Linked DNA regions of Mus musculus: all the other regions are linked to region 5. Evidence: chromatin contacts called from public Hi-C, HiChIP or PLAC-seq and promoter capture Hi-C data. All regions are on one chromosome and are shown on one strand. Each heading gives the region's core, a stretch centred on a gene start, on an enhancer-like site or on the middle of the called end of the contact. The rest is flanking DNA. Distances are from core to core; before and after follow the strand shown. Region 1 has its middle 61 kb from the start of Gm41423. Region 2 holds the start of Fgd4 (FYVE, RhoGEF and PH domain containing 4). Region 3 overlaps Gm33696 (a long non-coding RNA gene). Region 4 holds the start of Efcab1 (EF-hand calcium binding domain 1). Region 5 holds the start of Mzt2 (mitotic spindle organizing protein 2).

Region 1 (3,620 bases), core at 552-3,051, 810 kb after region 5:
CCCTGATCTGTGCTTGGCATGGCCTGCTCATGCTCAGTCTTGGAGTACAAATTAGCAAACCTTGCCTATTGCAGAGATGACGTCAGCACAGCTGCTCAGCCACAGTGGAACTAGGACAGCACTGCTAGGTACTTACTGAGCCAGGATGGTGTTTGAGGAATTTTCTTTAGCTGCTGCCATTTCATTTTGGGGGCAGACCTTGCTCCTCCAGAGCATGGTAATTTTGTACGAGTATTCATTGTGCCACTATTCATGAAAAACAAGACTCTTTCTGCTTATTTCTGAGTTTGGTGAGAGCTACAGTATTTGCACAGGGCACCTGTTGGAATGACAGGGCGCCAAGTTTTCAGATTCATCCACAGATGCTTCTGCAGGGTAAACCATCCTTGCAGAGGATTTGAGTTAACCCTTGCTCAGTGATTTTATAGGGCTGGAATGTGAGCAGATTCCTGCACCAGTCTCAACGGTCTGCCCTGTCTCCCTCTCCAGGAGTTCCATTTAGGTCCCCTGTTGTGAATGTATTCCCTCTAACTCTCTCTTTTTTTTTTTTTTGGTTGCTCTTTAGTCTAAGACATGTTTATTTTTCTTAAGAATTCCTTATGTAATTCTTGGAGCTTTTCAGAGAAAAACCTCAATAAGTGTTTTGTAAAAAATGTAGTGAAGTAATTAAAGAAATATGGATTAATATCCTGTGTAAAGATTCTGCCCTGACTAGGAGAAATACCAAGTGTGGCCTTATTTTACACGACTGGCATTTGGAGATGCTTTAAAGTGCAGCAGTGCTGTGGAGTGTAGTAAGTGGGGTGTGGGGCGGATGAGCAGGGCCTCGGCCCTGCCCTGTCAGTTCAGATAAATCGCACAGCCCCATTGTGGATCCCAAGCTTCAAAGCCCTAGTATCAGGTTACATTTTAAAAGCAGAAAGTCAGAGTCAAAAGACACAGAGATAATTTAGATTTAACTTTGAGGCCCTTAAAACTTACTTCTGATATTTATGTTTCTTACTTTCAGGGACACTGGTTTTTGCTGGTGCCTTTTTTTCCCCCCTTTTTCTTTTCGTTTTTCCTTTTTTCTTTTTTTTGAGGGAGGGACTGTAAACCTATACTCTCAGCTTTCCACCCTGCACTAGCCTGCCCCTGCTGTCACGGATACCTCATGATTTCAATTCCAACTGGACAGGCTCTTCTATCTGGACTTAGACTCAGGTCTAAGGACTTTGGGGACAAATGCTTCTGTGAGGCCCCTGCACGATCCTGTGTTTCTCTGGAGACCTCCTGTAGCCTGAGTCCAGGGCTGCACGCAGTTCCTCGGCAGGCCATTGGCGGTTCAACCGCTAGGCCAGCCTGCTTCCTTCATTCCCTGAGTTCATATAACAAGGGTTTAGGTCTCTAGGTCATTCCCTTTCAAAAAAATCCTAAGGCAGTTCCCATAATCCGTTCTGAAGGAAAGACACCTCCTTGTCCCCAGTTCACTGACAGCTGGGTCCACTAGGGGCATAGGTCCCTCCCCACACCCTCGTCCCCCACCTTCCCACCTCCCCACCCCCAGCCTGTGCTCTCTCCAGGGAAATGACTTTTTTTTCCTTTGCATTCCGCTGCCTCCACCCGACCTGATGCTGTGGAAGTCCACCTCTGCAGCTACAGCAGATGGAGTGGAGGCTGCAAGGAAAGAAAACGCCAAGGGAGTAAATATGTGTCAAGGAACTCATTGTCTGCGCTCCACCTGTTGTTATTCTGGTCCCAATCAACCTGCTCGCCAGGCTGGAGCCAGCGGCCATCTGGAAACACTGCTCTGTTTATAAACTTGGCATGAAGCAGCACTCCCGGGCCCTGACCTCCCACACGAATCTGGAAACAATTAGAGCAAGATGATAGGCAGGCTGGGAGCACTGCTTGGGGGGAGGATGGGGGAAGGCAGGAGCCTGGGGGTAGGAAGAGGGGAGAGCCTGAGGTTGGGGGTGGGGCGAACCCGTGTGGGGCTTGGCCTAAAGTGAGCGCTAGATTTAGCAAACCTGGCAGGGCTCTGACACTCAATTTAAAGAGAATGGAGAGAGAATAGCTGAAGTCTTTTTGAGGAAGGATTAGGGCATGGACTCAACCAAGGTAGGAGTGTAAGGCTTGTGAGAGCAAGGCTTAGGGATTTCAGGGACACTCAGGGGTGGGTGAGCTACAACTGCCTAGATAGCGAGCAGAAGGCAGCCAGAGCCGGGATTCTAGGATTGTCCAGAAAACGGTGGGTCCCAGTGGGAACTTGTGGGAACCCAATGGGAGTCCTAGTGACCAGCCTGCTTGGAATGTGAGGACAGGGCCTTAGGGAGTGGGGTAGTTGGATAATTAGCACCATACTTCTCCAACCCTTAGCCTTACAGGGTGTCCATTCTGATTCTGGAGATGCTCAAGGAACCAAACAGGATAAAGTCACGAAAGCCCAAAGAGTAGCTCCATTCTGAGCAGTAAGGGTGCAATGCTGTGCAGGAATAAAGGCCTTTTGCTCCTGGGAAGGGCAAAAGCATGCTTCAGGTCAGGGTCATCCTTGAAACTCACTTCTGAAAACCTGGTTTTCGCAACAGGAGCTTAAATCATTTATATTTTCCTGCTATAGAATTGAGCTACCTTGAATCACAGAAAGGAGGAATTTTGTGTACTTTCAGGGCCACATAGGAAAATCTGTGCCATGCCAAGAGTGTGTGGCAATGTATGGACTTGATTCTGGCCTCTAGAGACCCAATTATCAGAAAGATATATGAGTTTCTCCCTCTTGTGAAGCATCCTTGTTCTCTCTGTCTCTGTCGCCAATCCCAACTTTTCATTTTCATGCTCAGCTGGGCTTCTAATTCCTGAAATATTAATCTGTAGGCGTTTCTGGCATGCCAATAATTTGCACTAATTAATATGTTCCTGGTTAACTAAGTGGTACTTAAAGAAGGAAGTTTAGTTTGTGTAAACCTTGGCTTCTGCGTGCTCAGGAAGAATAGCAGCCACAGGGAATGCATACATCTCCAAAATGTAACCCAGCGAGAGTGGCAACATCAACCAGTCTATAAAACTTGTCGTCCTGTGGGCTATACTTCATGGCTGGATCCTTTCCCCACCTCTTCTGGGTATGACTTCCCATGCATTTTTTTCTGCCTAAACACATTCTTCGCAACTTCCCGCTCTGCACAGGCTGGTTACTGAATCCAGGAATGTCTAGGGCTGCAGAGCTTGCTTGCAACATGTGCTGAAGTGGAAAAAGAACCAGGAACCACATGCATGCCCTTGTATCTGCTCATGTGTTCCAGGAGAGACTAAAATCCTGTAAGCCAATTTCAACTCTTAGACTCATTGCAAATGGATTCATTGGGTCTATAATATAAAATATTGTGTTTATTTAACTCCCATAAACTTATCTCCTTTGTCTTTGTAAGCTGCCTCTTCAACTAAGGAGCCACATTCTTTCCCCAGCTAATAAAGCTTAACATTTTCCTCTGTGCTTATAAATTTAATTACACCAAGACTTATTTAATTTGTCAAACTTCACCTAGGTTTTTAAAAAAAGCAACCTAACAACACACATCACAAGTATAATCTTTAGATTAAAAAATTAAAAATTCATTTTGTTCATTTTTCTCTCAAAAGTATCA
Region 2 (3,271 bases), core at 21-2,520, 740 kb before region 5:
ATCCGTAAGGAGATCTGACTCCCTCTTCTGAAGTGTGTGAAGTGTCTTCTGAAGTGTCTGAAGACAGCTGCAGTGTACTTAGATATAATAAATAAATAAATCTTTAAAAAAAAAAAAAGCTATTGTCTTGAGCCAGGTAACCATGTTAGCTACTTTTGTCTTTTCTCTGTGGTCATGTCCTTTTTCTGCCGTGGAAATGTACATTGGAAACTGCTTCATATTCATAAATCTGTTGACTTTATTACTACATTATCTTTAACAGTGGTCATGATAAACTGGGTCTTGTGCTGTTCTGGAAACCAGTGTTATTCTGTGGATGAAATCTGAAGGGAATCTGTCTGCACCGACTGACTGGCTGGTTAGAACTTCAGTACTGTAGAGAGGTTAGAACGCTGCAAGCCCAGAGGCTAATTAACTTACCTTGGCCTAGCTTTAGCCCAGGGGAACAGTCATTTCTTGTCCACCTCTACTTTAAAACTAACATCCCATGACTAACAGATTAAACTAACCTTTGGAATCTATTGACTGACTTAGATGACTTCTAGCAACCACAAAGCTAAGAATGTCACGAGATAGTATCTCAAGCCTATTCAAAAACCTCCATCTTGCTGGTAACCGCCTCTCTGATATACCTACCAATGGACTTTAAACTTGCCTTGATTTACGACTTTCTTTGTTCTGTGAAACTCTAAGACTGCTTCCGCATTGGAACATGGAATTTGAGGTTGTCTAAATCTGTGTTCCTGGGCCATGGTTACTCAAAAGGGCTGCAGAAGAAACTTTTATTCCCTTTAAGGTGAGAGCTGCGCTTCCTTATTGCTTGAACAGCGCTCCCGGCAAGCTGATTCGCTTCTTCCAAGAGCCGGCGGTGCATCTGGAATTCCGGCTTCTCAGTCATTTTCAAAGCTGGGTTTCCTTACCTAAAGTTTGCAGCGCGGTAGCCTGGGAGACTTTGGCTCTTGAAAGTGTGGTGAGTAACAGCCAGACTGTTCTTCCAGCATCCCAGGGCGTGGTCGGTAAGTAAGCTGATGAGGCGTTTCTGAGGTTCAGGTGAGCCAGGCAGGTGCACTCTGCCTTCCCCTGGGCCAATGGGCGACGCCGGTCCCCCCCAAGCCTCTTCGGCGCTCGGGCGGGACCGCGCTGCACTCTGGCGATTGGCTGTGCAGCGGGGGCGGCCTGGGCCGGCCGCTGCCGGAGAGTCCGACGACGGAGTCGGAGCGCAGGCCCGGGAAGCGAGGCCTGCGCGGGGAGGGAGCGCAGGGAGTCGCGCAACCTGGACGCGCGCGGGGCAAGGCTTGCGGGAGTGACCGCAGGCCACCATGAACAGCGAGAGCGACCATAACTTCAGGCGGGTGGCCATCCGGCGGAAGTCAGGCTCCTACCTGCCGCCCGGGATCCCCCGGCCCTGGAGCAGGCCTTCGCCGCAATTGCGGCGCCTTGACCGTGTCGCGCAACCCAGCCAGGCCGCAGGTAATGCGTGGGTGAGCGGAGCGAGGGCGTGCCGCGTGTTGGGGGGCCGGCGGGGGGCGTGCCGCGCGTGTTGGGGGCGTGACGCCTGTGTTGGGGACTGGCGGAGGGCGTGCCGCGTGTTGGGGGCTTGACGGGGTGTTAGGAGTGGAGTGGGTGTGGGTGTGTGCCTTTGGCTGTTGAGGACCTGGGGGAAAGGGCTGCCTTCTGTTGTGAAAGGGATCCTCACAGGTTAGTTACCCCGCAGGACACTATTCCTAGTTAGTTTGTTCTTTCTCCCAAAGCTTCAAGAATATGGCCAGCTTGTTCTTAAAAAACTAAAGGTGTGCCCTTAGAAAAAGCTTTATTAGGAATTGTACAACCTATTTTTCAATATACTGCTGTTTAAGATTCACCAAATTCCTCTGCTCAGTTGACCTTAGTTCCCTGGCGCTCCCTTCCCGAGGGCAAAAGTCAAACACTCAGATAATGTTTATGTTTTTGAATATTTTGAATCTTAAAAAGAAATCTCACCCTTCTTTACTTTCATTTTGTAATGATTGAGCAAGCAGCTTTGTGTTTTTATCAATATGATCAATGTCGAGACTGGTAAATATGCTGTCTATTCCTTGTCCCGAAGCTATAGAAGGCACATGACAGAAAATCGTGATGGATGGTGTGTTAAGTGTGTGTTCACGTTAGATAAGTCAGGATGTGAGATGATGCATGAACTGGATCACGGAGAGTCCTCTGTAATCATTTCCTGTAGAAGTAAGAAACTGATAAAGTATTCTGGAGATCTCTTCCAGTTCTAGCTGTGATTCACCAAACTGAATGAAAATGTTATTAAGTGAAAATGGTTTGCTTTGTCATCGCATTTTGTCACCCGTTGTTTTCAGCACAGACACTGGTCTGATGCCTCTGTTATGTTACTAGATTTATTTTCAAATGCTTTGAAGAGACGATCAAAATATGAAACATCCTCTTTCAAGAGTCACAGTATAGTCTATAAATTATTTCTGCAAAGCAGCTATGCTTGTAGGAGAAAGGGTTCTGTTTGCTCTTTTATTTATTTGTGCCCTCCCCATTCCCCCACCCCCATACTGGGAGTAGAATTCAGGGCACTTGGGTAAGCAGGCTACTACTCACTATGCCCAGCTATCCTGGTTTTTTGTTTGTTTGTTTGTTTGTTTTTTGGTTTTTTTTCCATCCATTGCTGAAGTCTTCTCCTCCTAATTTTTAAATTTGGTCTTCTCCTCCTAATTTTTATTTTTATTTTTTTAAATATATATTTATTTGAGTATACTATAGCTGTCTTCAGACATACCAAAAGAGGGCATCAGATCCTATTACAGATGGCTGTGAGCCAGCCACCATGTGGTTGCAGGGAATTGAACTCAGGACCTCTGGAAGAGCAGTCAGTGCTCTTAACCACTGAGCCATTCCTCCAGCCCTCCTTCTAATTTTTAAATTCAAAGGGAATCTCTAGCAATTTCAGAAATAGAGTACCACCGGGCAGTGGTGGCGCACACCTTTAATCCTAGTACTTGGGAGGCAGAGGCAGGTGGATTTCTGAGTTTGAGGCCAGCCTGGTCTACAGAGTGAGTTCCAGGACAGCCAGGGCTATACAGAGAAACCCTTTCTCGAAAAACAAAACAAAACAAACCAACAAACAAAAACAAAACAAAAAAAGATTTATTTACAGGGATCCATACCATAATCAACCACCAAACGCAGGCACTATTGCATATGCCAGCAAGATTTTACCAACAGGACCCTGATATAGCTGTCTCTTGTGAGGCTATGCCAGTGCCTGGCAGATACA
Region 3 (3,624 bases), core at 95-2,594, 930 kb after region 5:
TCTGACACCCTTTCCAAGACTGCAGCACCACCTGTATGTAAAATTTCTAAAGAAGGAAAAACTGTCTCAGCCTAAGTCACTTTAATCATGCAATTTTACAACCGGTTGATTGGAGTACTAGAATTCTCTTTAGCTGAGAATGTGTGATCAGCAAGGAGTTTTGAAAACCCTCGCTCTTGTGCTATAGTAAGAACTGAGAGAATCAGCTCATTCTTGTGTGACCCCTTGGTCAGTTTCCGTGAGGCAGTCTTACAGTTATTTCTTAGTTGACTGTTGTAGCTTGTGGCACTATGTCCGGTACATATTTACAACAAACTAAATGTCCTGTCATTTGTAGTATGGTTAGGTGTCTTCCTTTCAGAAAGTTGGGCTCTCTTGGATTAACTTACCCAGACACATAGTGCCTGAAGACAGACATCAAATTGGCTCTTCCTCCAGGAAAAGGAATGTGTATTCCAGTTTTAGACACAGTACAGTCCAGGGTTGACCTCTTAGGCTTTCTCAGGAGTATTTCAAATTCTGATGTCCCAAGTGAACAGGAAGCTCCTTAAAGCCATGGAGTTGTGGATGGAGTAAAACCTCTGATTCCTTTTGTTGATCCCATGTGCTATGTCACAGGCCTTCAGGGATGCATGGGGTGACACTTTGAGGAACAGATCTGGCCCCTTGATTTATGTTGTGTTCAAAGTCACGTCCCATCAGCTTTCCTGAGAATCAACATAGTATAGCCTGAACACAAGAACTCAACTGAGATCTGATATGGAGTGATCTTTTCCATCTTGATATGCTTCAGGATCCAAGCCTGCTCTGCTCTGCTCTTCAGCAAATACAGACCATCTCCTCTGTGTCAGACCACAGGAAACAGCACTGAATAGGGCTGGATATGCTTTCATGTATCTCTTTTTGAGAGAAGGAAAATAAAAGAAGAAAATAGAAAGTAAAGCAAGAGTGCGACACAGAGCTTCCCCCAGAGATCCCATGCCCTGTCCCCCATTCAGTGCTACTGAAGTCTTCAGAACAAGAAGCCACCCTGATGAGGATGTGCAAGTTTACATCTATTTTTGAAAGCTTTGCTTGTTTGAGTGCTGTTTTCCACTTTCTCACAAAGCCAATGAGAGACATACTAGACATTGGCCTGGGATCAAAGCCCTTTTTGGAAAGCAAACGTCTATGATGTCATGAAAGAGAAGTATTCTCCCTGGTGACAAGGGGTCGCCTGGAGGCTTGCCAGCATATCCACGGTCACCCCTTCTTCAGCACAGTTATCTAACACATACTCACCCTCAGACCTCCAGGCTGCTCTACCCCCTCAGACATCCTGAATTTCTGCAGCAGCCTGTGTGTCATCAAAGCCTCTAGAACTGGAGACTCCACCAAGCCACTCCTTCTCTTGCATCTCCTCCCACTGCAAACCATAATCTTGCAGACAGACAATGAGGATAGGACAGCTATTCAAAAAATCGCGTGGCTGGGGAGGCTCAGGGCATGTCCTGACTGCACCTGCAGGTTTTCCTTTCCTGAGGCCGCTGGGCACTGGCTGTGTTGCACCTGCTGCGGGCCAGTGCCTGCCTCTCAGCACATACCTGGGACTTGCTACAGGCCCTGGCCTGCTTCACATCCTGCTGCTCCATTCCACCTCCTGTGCCCTGCTAACAGCCTAGAGGCCAGCTTGTCTTACCAGCCACCTGATGTTTTCTAAATGTGCACCCACAAAAGGAATAGAAAAGCAGCAGCTTTTTGCCTGTTTCTTGATGCCATGGACAGGGTAGGACACTTCTTGCCATGATTCCATTGGCTTCAGTCAATGTCCTTTCCTGATTATCATACATCATTCAGCAAATCAATCTCATGTTGTGGGCTGGTGTTTGCTTATACTGGACAGATCTTGAAAAGTGATGAGCCAGCTGAATAGGGATGTGCAGCTTAGAAGCATGCACATTTTCTATATAAACAACAGGGTATTGTTGGGCAGCCTCCAGTTGCTGTCTACAAGTGAGTTTATTGAGAGATGGGGAAATGCTAAGAAGTGAGTAGTCATTATACCACTCCCATGCAGGTACTGGGTAATAGCAGAGGGCATACTGGTTCTCATTCTCTGAGTTTCTATATCACTGAATCATTAGTGAGGCTTGCTTTTGATAGCATGCACTAAATGTGTTCCTGTGATTTGTCTGTCAGTCAGCACTCAGCAATAAAAGTTCCACCATGAATGAGGGGACAGGTGTCCCTAACTTTCCTGATCAACAGTAATGTGCATATTAGGAATATTTTTGTGGCAGCAGCCTAGAGTCTTCTTGAACTTTCACTGGTAGGCATTCATGTTTCCACAGAAGTCTGTTGAAGAAGATCATACCTGCTTCACTGGTGATTGGCTCTTATGTTTACTCATCCATGCCACCAATGAACTTTGGCACTGCAAAGAGGGAGGATAGATGACAAGCATTTCCTGAATGAGGGGGAAGAGGAAGAACTGTATCCTTCTTCCATATCCCAATGCCCCTTCACCTAACAAGCCCTTGGGAAGTGGACTATGTGCCAGTGGTGGGAGTCATCTAATTGGGGCAGAGTGGGGTAAGAAGAGAAAAATGGAGGCAGAATAAACAAAAGGCAATGTGTATTAGAGGGAGGAAAATTTTCCTGATGGACTAAATGACAGTCTTAGGTACACAGCAAGCCACAAATTACTGGGCCAGAGAGGGTTGTCCTTTTCTGTAGGAGGCAAATGAATGCAGATGTAGTGACATGTTGAGGGGATTAGTGCATGTCTTGAGCACTCCCTGTTGTAGCTCCCAAGGTTTCCATGCAGAATTCCACAGGTAAGCATGCATGTGCCAGTAAGAGGCATTACAGGACTTCTGTCCACCTGATGGGCACATTTGGTTGAATCAAACAGTTTTCAACTTTTCTCATCCTGTGATCTTTTATACAGTTCCTCATGTTGGAGTGACTCCAAACATAAAATTATTTTGTTCTTACTTCCAAACTAATTTTGCTCTACTAGCCACTTGTTAGTTGAGAAGCATCTGAAAGGAGCTGAAGCCCCAAACCACTGTTCCGTTCACTGCCATTCTAGAGAATGGAGCTTGGCTCTGTGTCTCATGGGGACACTGCTGTGATCTAGAAGCCCCTGACTCTTTCCTGCCATCAGAACTGTCCTTTCCTCAGGGAAAGCTCATTGTTCTCTTTCCTAGCAATACCTAAGCAGGGAAGATTCATAGTGACCTCTTTTCTCAGTATTGAATGATCTTTCTCATGCTTGCCTGCCCTCACTCCTGCTCATATTCATTTCTTGTGATTATACATAAAAGTATAACTTTGTTTCTGTGTGGTCCATAGGGATTAGCTGTGATTCTATAACAGCTCTCCTTGCATAAATGTTTGCAGCAGCCATCTTAGCCATGTGACTGCAGAGAGTTTATGTGGACTAGCACAGGGTTTCACTTCCCATTCACAACCCTCTTAATCTGAAAAATATTTAGAAATTAAATTTTATAAATGTTATAAAACATATATGGAATCAAATATTGTCTGGTAAACCATAAATCAATCAATCAATTAATTAATTAATTAATTAATTAATTTTGGTTTTTTGAGACAGGGTTTCTCTGTATAACCCTGGCTGTC
Region 4 (3,332 bases), core at 539-3,038, 960 kb after region 5:
TGGATCGTGTGCCTGTCCAGTCATTTTCCTGGCTCATGGGCCTTTCTCTGGCTAGGTCCACTGATTGGTTGCTCCTCTCCCTTGGCCGCTTGCACAACACTTTAAGATATAAGAGCTAGGCCTCAGGGAGGTTTCCAGGCCAGCTCCAGCTCAATTTCTAGGAATTCTGTCTCTTGAGTGTATGACATCTTCAGCAATAGGATCTCACTTTCAAGCTCTGGAAGACAAAGGGAACAGCTGAGGCCCATATTGTCTTGGGAATCTCTTGTATTCCCCTAGTCAATAACTCAACTGGAGGTTTCTCAAGCCTGGCATTGAATTTTGTATTAGACGGTGTATGGCTCTTGGAAATAGGGAAAACACCCTTACTTCATTATTTTTGAGTTGTTGTCACTGTTAGTGAAGAATTGTGTACTTATGAAGCAGACTTAATCAAATAAACATTGTGTGTGCCAGTTATTAATGTTGTGAGTATTCATTGGAAATGTTTTTACTCATTTTCAAAATAGCATATATTCTCCCAGAAATGGAAGCATTTCAGGAAAACCACAAAAGAACACAATTTCTTATCAAATTTATAAACACCTTAAATGACTGCCATTTTCTGAGAATTTTAAGATGCTCACAGTATAATAGTATATCATAGTTTTCAGTTGGGGCACTACCCCCGTGACATCAATTCTCACACATTGTATCAGATACAAATGATATAAAGGTGCTAGGCCAGAAACCTCCAGAGCTACATTAGAAGTTCACATCCACACCTTCACACAATGGAGCTGGTTTGAAGATGTGACCTCTCCATTTTCATTGTGACCAGTATCTCTTCGACCATCACATAGCTTCTAAATTCACACATCAAACAATACTGCCCTCATCTCAATGATCCACACACTGCTTCTCAGCTCAAGAACAGCTGTTTTTCTGTCTGAGTACAATGCTCTCATGTGTGGTCACCTGCAAGATCTCCTTTACCTATGGACCTGATTGGGAATTGGAAATTGAGCATCTAAAACTGGGAACAGATTCTTTACCGTCTTAGATTTGCTGAGCAATATACTTTTCAATGAAATGCCTCTACGGAAGACAGTGTCTGTACCACCGCAAGTCTCTTTCTTAAAAGTGTTCAGGATGCATGCACGACTGTTTTCTTTATGGATCTCTTATCACACTTCCAGAGCTTAGACCTCAGAGCGTTTTGTTTTCTTTTGTTGTTTTTGTTTTTTCCTCTCTAGAAAGAGCCAGAAAGTAAGTAAAGGCTCTGCTGCTTTCTTGATTCTGGTGTTTTTCTGGGGCATCCTTTTCAACCTGTCTAAAGCTGAAGCCACATGCCTCCCAGATACACACCATATTGCTTCTCTAACTTAAAAGCAAATAAAGAGATCTTTGAATTTAGTGAATGTCTATGAGGGAGCTCGGGCAGCTTGGAACTTGTCCCAGTTATAAAAGGGTAGGATGGATGCCTCCCAAGGAGTTGGAACTCCACAAAGGGATTCTCTTTCCGATCCTCTTGAGGAGGAGCGTGGAGGGGCCATTACTGGTGGAAGCAGGAAGTAGAGACTGGGTAGAAAGAGATCTGGCCCAGAAGTCATAGGAACTCTTGCATTCAGTTCTTACTTACAGTGCTTGCAATTTTTAGTTAAGGTGTCCGTCAACTTCTGCAGCTTCTTTCTGTTCATGATGGGTGTTAATAATATTAGATCTTAGAGTGTCATCTGGAGCAGAGTGCCAGGACGCTCCGGCTCCGGAGCCCCAGGCTGAGGGAGCTTGGTGCAGCCAGCTTGGCTCTGCGCATTTGCGCATTTGCGCATTTGCGGCCCTAACAGACAGTGTGGCCATGGCAACGCCTCAGGTGAAAGCGGCCTCTGTACATAGAGCAGCCATGGCAACGGCTGGGTGGGACACTGATTGGCTCCTGTCAGGGGGCCTCTTGGTCAGCTCAGTAAAGCCTGCCAGTCCTGACTGCCCAGCACAGACACTGTGCCTGCATTTAGTCCCAGTTGCAGCGTTTCAGCCTGACACTTTGCAGACTGTATTGTTTGCCATGTTGGAAATTTCTATTTTCACTTGTCACACCATCATTTCTGTTCACAGCCCCTCAAGACTACATCATAATCAGAAGAGTAAGGTGTGCAAGCTGGATAGATGTTTTGTATGATGAGCACAAGAGCGATTCAGGTTTTCAAGATCTGTGGGGATGCTGGAGGGAAATAGGTGTGTAATTAAAGCAATTATCAGAAGGGAATCTGAACAATTACGGTTTGAACTGTGTTACTCAGAAAGTAGATCTCTCTGTGTCTCTGTCTCTCTCTGTCTCTCTCTCTGTCTCTCCCCCCTCCTTCTTTGGAGTGGGAGTTTTCAGTCAAATTTGCAAAAGGCCAATGTCATATTTTAAGTTCGTTAATTAAAGATACATACTCTTTTTGTTGTTTTGTATAAAATAGAGTTTATTTAGGGCATAAGGAGGGGAGTTGCGAGGGTTGTAGAGGCAGAGAAAGGCAGAGAGAGAGAGAGAGAGAGAGAGAGAGAGAGAGAGAGAGAGAGAGAAGAGAGGAAGGAGGAGGAGAAGGAAGAGGAGGAGGGGAGGAGGAGGAGGAGGAAGAGGAGAAAGAGAGGAGTAGAGATTGGCCATGAGCACATGGAGAGAGAGGGGGAAGGGAATGGGGAGAAAGAGGGTAAGGGACAAGAGGACAGAGCAGAAGCAAGAAGGCAAGAGAGAGAAAGGAGGGGGCAAGCAGCCCCTTTTATAGTGAGTCAGGCACACCTGGCTGTTGCCAGGTAACTATGGGGCGGAGCCTAGATAAAATGCTAACAGTAACAACTTTCCAAACTACATAGACTGACATAACAGCCCAGAAGTTGCCATGGAGACAAATTGGAGAATTTTTCCATGATGCGGAATCCTTCAAGTGGTCAGTTTGCAGCCACACCTAGTTCTTCTATTGAAAACCCTTCCCTAGTCTCTTGAAATCACTCAAATTTATAATTGTCTAATTTTATAATTTTGAAATGGTAATAAGACATCAGCCACACAGAATATAACCTACTGAGAGTCCTTTCCATCAGTATAATTTTCTGCAAATCCATCCAGGAAATTTTGCCTTTTTATTGCTGAATAGTATTCCATGATTTATATGTGCCATATTCTGTTTATACACCCATGCACTGAAGACCTTCAGCCTTCAGTTTTAAGCTCTTAACAGGGAAGATACTATAGACCATTTCTCATATGAATGAGAGTTAAGTTCTCTGGAATGAGCACCTAGGATTGCTAGTACATATGGCAGCTGTATGATTGCAATTTAGAAATTGTGAGATTGCTTTCCAGAGAG
Region 5 (3,154 bases), core at 10-2,509:
ACACTGGCCATCCATGGACCTGAGGTGATATACTCCTACAAACAGGCAGAGCTGATGGCATGCAGGTAACAGTTGTCTGGCTAGGGAGATGATGCTGTGCCTCACTTCGATTTGCCTCCAGTTTGTACTCTTGGGCATTCTGACCAATAGGAGCTGGTTCCTGGAGCCATCAATCCTACAATAAACTAATGAGGCAGGGAGGCCCTACATTTACATCATGGCCACAGTTCTGCGAAAACCTGAGATATTCTGGAATCCTGCAAACAAGCACCTGATGTTCCACCCTGGGAAGCAGGTGCCAGATTAGATGCACATACATCCTGTAATGTCTGCTCCTGGAGCCAGACTCATTCCCCACAGCCCACACTGGCTCTTCACAGTCACCAGCAGCTTACTGTCACCATGGTCCTCACTGTGACAGACGCACCATTCAACATGGAAATGGTGTTTAGTCCTTAGATCTGGACCTTGGTGACTGGCCAAAGGTTCACCAAATATGAAGACCGGAAGTGCAGAACCAGGGAAGCTGTGTTCAGTATAAGGAAGAAAGAAGGAAGGCTGAGAACTGACTAGATGCTCTAAATTCTCCCCTTCCCGGTAATGAATACGTTTTCCCCTAAGAATGAAGACTATTCACCCAATATATTTTTATATTGAAAATATTTTTTCATACTCTATAATCTGATCATGATTTCCCTCCCTTACCTCCTCCCTGAACTTTGCCACTTCCCTACCTTCTCAAGTTCTCTCTCTCTCTCTCTCCCTCCTCTCTTTTCTAGCAAATAGGCACATTTAAAAAAAATCAAGCCAGAATAAAACAAATTGAAAAAATAAAAACACCAATCAACAAACATACACATACGGATACACACACATATGCAAAAGACTAGTAATGTAAAATGGACAAAGCATCAGGAGACAAAATATCTCCAAGAGTGCCCCCGCACAAATTTTAGATGCCCCTCCTGGTCCCCTTTCACTGTGTAGGCACTTCTGGACGGCTCCCCCGGTCCACTCTTTCCCGATGGCAGTGACAATCATGGTAACCGGCCAAACATTTGCAGTTCTCAACACACCGGCCAAGCTAACGTGTTGAGTTCAAAATGACCATCCTACCTATCTTCAGAAATAGACGCCGCTATCCAGACACACAACCCGGAAATAGCGTCATCAAGCTGCGCGTCAGGCCACACCCCTGCCTACTGGGAAAAGCGGCTCAACCTCCCGGGAAAAGCGCCTGCAAAAGCAAAAGCCAATCAAGTGCAGAAGCAGTTGGCCACAAGGCGCGTGCGCAGTGACGTCCTCAGTTGCTCTTTACTCCCCAAGTTTATGTATTTCGGGGTCGGGGGACAGGAGTGCGTATCCGTTTAAAAGCAAAGCTGTTTAGGGACCGTCAACAGAACTGGTAATTACACGAGATCGTGAATACTCGTCATCCAACAGGCATTTGCTAAGTACCCGGTATATGCCAGGTACTATTCTGGGGTCTGCTACCTAAGCCAGCAGTCCAAGTCTGATCGTCAGGCAGTGATCAGCTTCCCACCACCCCACCCCATGCCTAGCACACTGCCCTGTGCACAGTAGACGTTCCGAACAAGTCAAGTAACCGACTGTGTAAAGGCCTCTTGGAACTCTCGCCTCGGTGCTGGAGCTGTTGACTTGCAGAGACTCTGTCCAACACAGATCCCTTTTCAGGCTATACGAATGGCGGCGGCGGCGGCTGCTGCTGGTGGTGCTGCACTCGCGGTTTCCACAGGATTGGAGACAGCAACGCTGCAGAAGCTGGCGCTTCGGCGGAAGAAAGTGCTGGGGGCCGAGGAGATGGAGCTGTACGAGCTAGCTCAGGCTGCTGGCGCCGCCATCGACCCCGATGTGTTCAAGTGAGAAAGCGGGGGTCGGGACTTTGAGCTCATACTCCCTACAGATAATGCCGGCTTTAGGACTCCTCATTCCTGCATCTGCTACTCTAAGATATCCGTGTCTCTTTAAGGGGTTTCAAGACGGTGACCCAGCTGGCGCGACTCCTAGAGCATGTCCGCCCTGTGGCTTTCAGTATTCGCTAAGCACTGCATTTGTTTCCCCAGGATCCTGGTGGACTTGCTGAATCTGAATGTGGCTCCCCTCGCCGTCTTCCAGATGCTGAAGTCCATGTGTGCTGGGCAGCGGCTGGCAAGCGATCCCCAGGACTCGGTGCCCATATCTCTGTCTACATCCACATCAGAGACCCGAGGTTAGAGATGGGCTGGGTACTTCTGCCTAGAGGGTGGCCGAGGTGGGGAAGGAGTAGAGAACCTCGTGCCGGCTTGTCTTAGAATTGCTCAACCTGTCTATAGGCCTCCTCCCAAGGTCTGCAGACCCATCCACCTTTCAGGGACTTTAGTTGGCTCCACCTTTCGGATTGTACTGCTGGACCAAAGACTGGTCCAAGCAAGCTAGACTTGGTCTTTCTGACTCCCTCTCACCTCTTCATCATGCCTCCATTGCACAGGTAGAGGAATAAACATGGCTTTGGTCTCCATCTACCACACAGCCTCAAGGAAGTGTTCAGAGAGCAGAGCAGACAACGCCTCCCCCTCCGAGGGCCACGTCTAGCTCCTGTTCATCTCAGGCCAGGCCCGAACACCTCTCATCTGGGGATTTTTTTGGGTTGCAGGACTGAAGCCATCTGATTCCTTTGGGACAAAAAGTAGAGGTCTGACAGAAAGATTCACCCAGTTCTCAGGTGTGAATGGCCTGGTCATGAGTGGGACCAGGTGTAAGCAGATGGTGGTGAGCAGAGTGTAACAGGGATCTCAGGTCCTCCAGCCTGCCCATCCTATCTGTTACATCTGTTCTCTCTGCCTGTCGGACCCTCTGAAATACAGCTTGTCCTCCCAGACAAGTGGATGCAAGTCCAGTGCTCATTTCCTGCCTGTAAGTGCAAGAACCACATGGAAGGAATCCAGGTGGGGTAAAGTGAGCAGTCTGGCCCAGTGAAGGCAGACTGTCAGGCCTGGGGACTCACACATACACGCTGACCCACCCACTTTCTGATCAATGTGTGTCTCTGGCCTCTATCACCCTTTCTCTTTGTGGAAGAGAAACAAGGGTAACCTTTCCCTCAGGCCTGCAGCCTCTCCAGGTCTGCTCCATGGCCCTCCTCCCAAGCACCTGC

What was found. A called contact is a pair of places that touch in the nucleus more often than the background predicts. HiChIP or PLAC-seq counts read pairs in DNA pulled down with a chosen protein or histone mark. Capture Hi-C pulls out chosen DNA fragments and counts their contacts.
Region 1: a contact with region 5 is called in an H3K4me3 HiChIP or PLAC-seq map of embryonic limb bud, with 3 times the contacts expected there. The contact joins the enhancer-like site here to the promoter of Mzt2 in region 5. A contact is called at or near these places in 4 of 39 promoter capture datasets (the 3T3-L1 cell line, cranial neural crest and frontonasal cranial neural crest), 1 of 115 datasets of contacts at active chromatin or transcription factors (embryonic limb bud) and 2 of 9 other capture datasets (embryonic stem cells and embryonic trunk).
Region 2: a contact with region 5 is called in an H3K4me3 HiChIP or PLAC-seq map of bone marrow-derived macrophages, with 7 times the contacts expected there. The contact joins the promoter of Fgd4 here to the promoter of Mzt2 in region 5. A contact is called at or near these places in 6 of 39 promoter capture datasets (cranial neural crest, embryonic stem cells, hippocampal neurons and 2 more), 5 of 115 datasets of contacts at active chromatin or transcription factors (bone marrow-derived macrophages, embryonic hindbrain, embryonic limb bud and 2 more) and 1 of 9 other capture datasets (embryonic stem cells).
Region 3: a contact with region 5 is called in a Hi-C map of uterus, with 4 times the contacts expected there. The contact joins the enhancer-like site here to the promoter of Mzt2 in region 5. A contact is called at or near these places in 5 of 39 promoter capture datasets (the 3T3-L1 cell line, 3T3-L1-derived adipocytes, embryonic stem cells and 2 more), 1 of 484 Hi-C or Micro-C datasets (uterus) and 1 of 115 datasets of contacts at active chromatin or transcription factors (stem cell-derived neural progenitor cells).
Region 4: a promoter capture Hi-C map of pancreatic islet shows a contact between it and region 5, with 4 times the contacts expected there. The contact joins the promoter of Efcab1 here to the promoter of Mzt2 in region 5. A contact is called at or near these places in 4 of 39 promoter capture datasets (the 3T3-L1 cell line, hippocampal neurons and liver), 1 of 115 datasets of contacts at active chromatin or transcription factors (embryonic forebrain) and 1 of 9 other capture datasets (pancreatic islet).

What each region holds. Positions count from the first base shown.
Region 1 is chr16:15,051,257-15,054,876 of GRCm38.p6, reverse strand. It overlaps the pseudogene Gm46561. Among named protein-coding and RNA genes, the nearest start is that of Gm41423, 61 kb to the left of the region's middle. Within about 2 kb of position 1,801, at least 117 of the 459 cell types and tissues checked have an H3K27ac peak or open chromatin away from gene starts, as enhancers often do. A contact at or near this core is called in embryonic limb bud, where this site is marked.
Region 2 is chr16:16,597,977-16,601,247 of GRCm38.p6, reverse strand. Fgd4 (FYVE, RhoGEF and PH domain containing 4) reads left to right here and starts at 1,270. Exons shown (of 17, transcript NM_001301817.1): 1 at 1,270-1,470. The coding sequence starts at 1,320.
Region 3 is chr16:14,934,566-14,938,189 of GRCm38.p6, reverse strand. It overlaps Gm33696 (a long non-coding RNA gene), which reads left to right. Exons shown (of 3, transcript XR_384708.4): 2 at 2,331-2,364. It also overlaps a transcript of Efcab1 not described here. Among named protein-coding and RNA genes, the nearest start is that of Gm33696, 4.5 kb to the left of the region's middle. Within about 2 kb of position 1,344, at least 20 of the 459 cell types and tissues checked have an H3K27ac peak or open chromatin away from gene starts, as enhancers often do. A contact at or near this core is called in uterus, where this site is marked.
Region 4 is chr16:14,905,102-14,908,433 of GRCm38.p6, reverse strand. Efcab1 (EF-hand calcium binding domain 1) reads right to left here and starts at 1,788. Exons shown (of 6, transcript NM_025769.3): 1 at 1,622-1,788. The coding sequence starts at 1,679. All of the region lies in intron 2 of Gm33696 (a long non-coding RNA gene), which reads left to right.
Region 5 is chr16:15,861,474-15,864,627 of GRCm38.p6, reverse strand. Mzt2 (mitotic spindle organizing protein 2) reads left to right here and starts at 1,259. Exons shown (of 3, transcript NM_029354.3): 1 at 1,259-1,880; 2 at 2,085-2,230. The coding sequence starts at 1,705. Gm41425 (a long non-coding RNA gene) reads right to left here and starts at 1,191. Exons shown (of 3, transcript XR_875934.2): 1 at 1,117-1,191.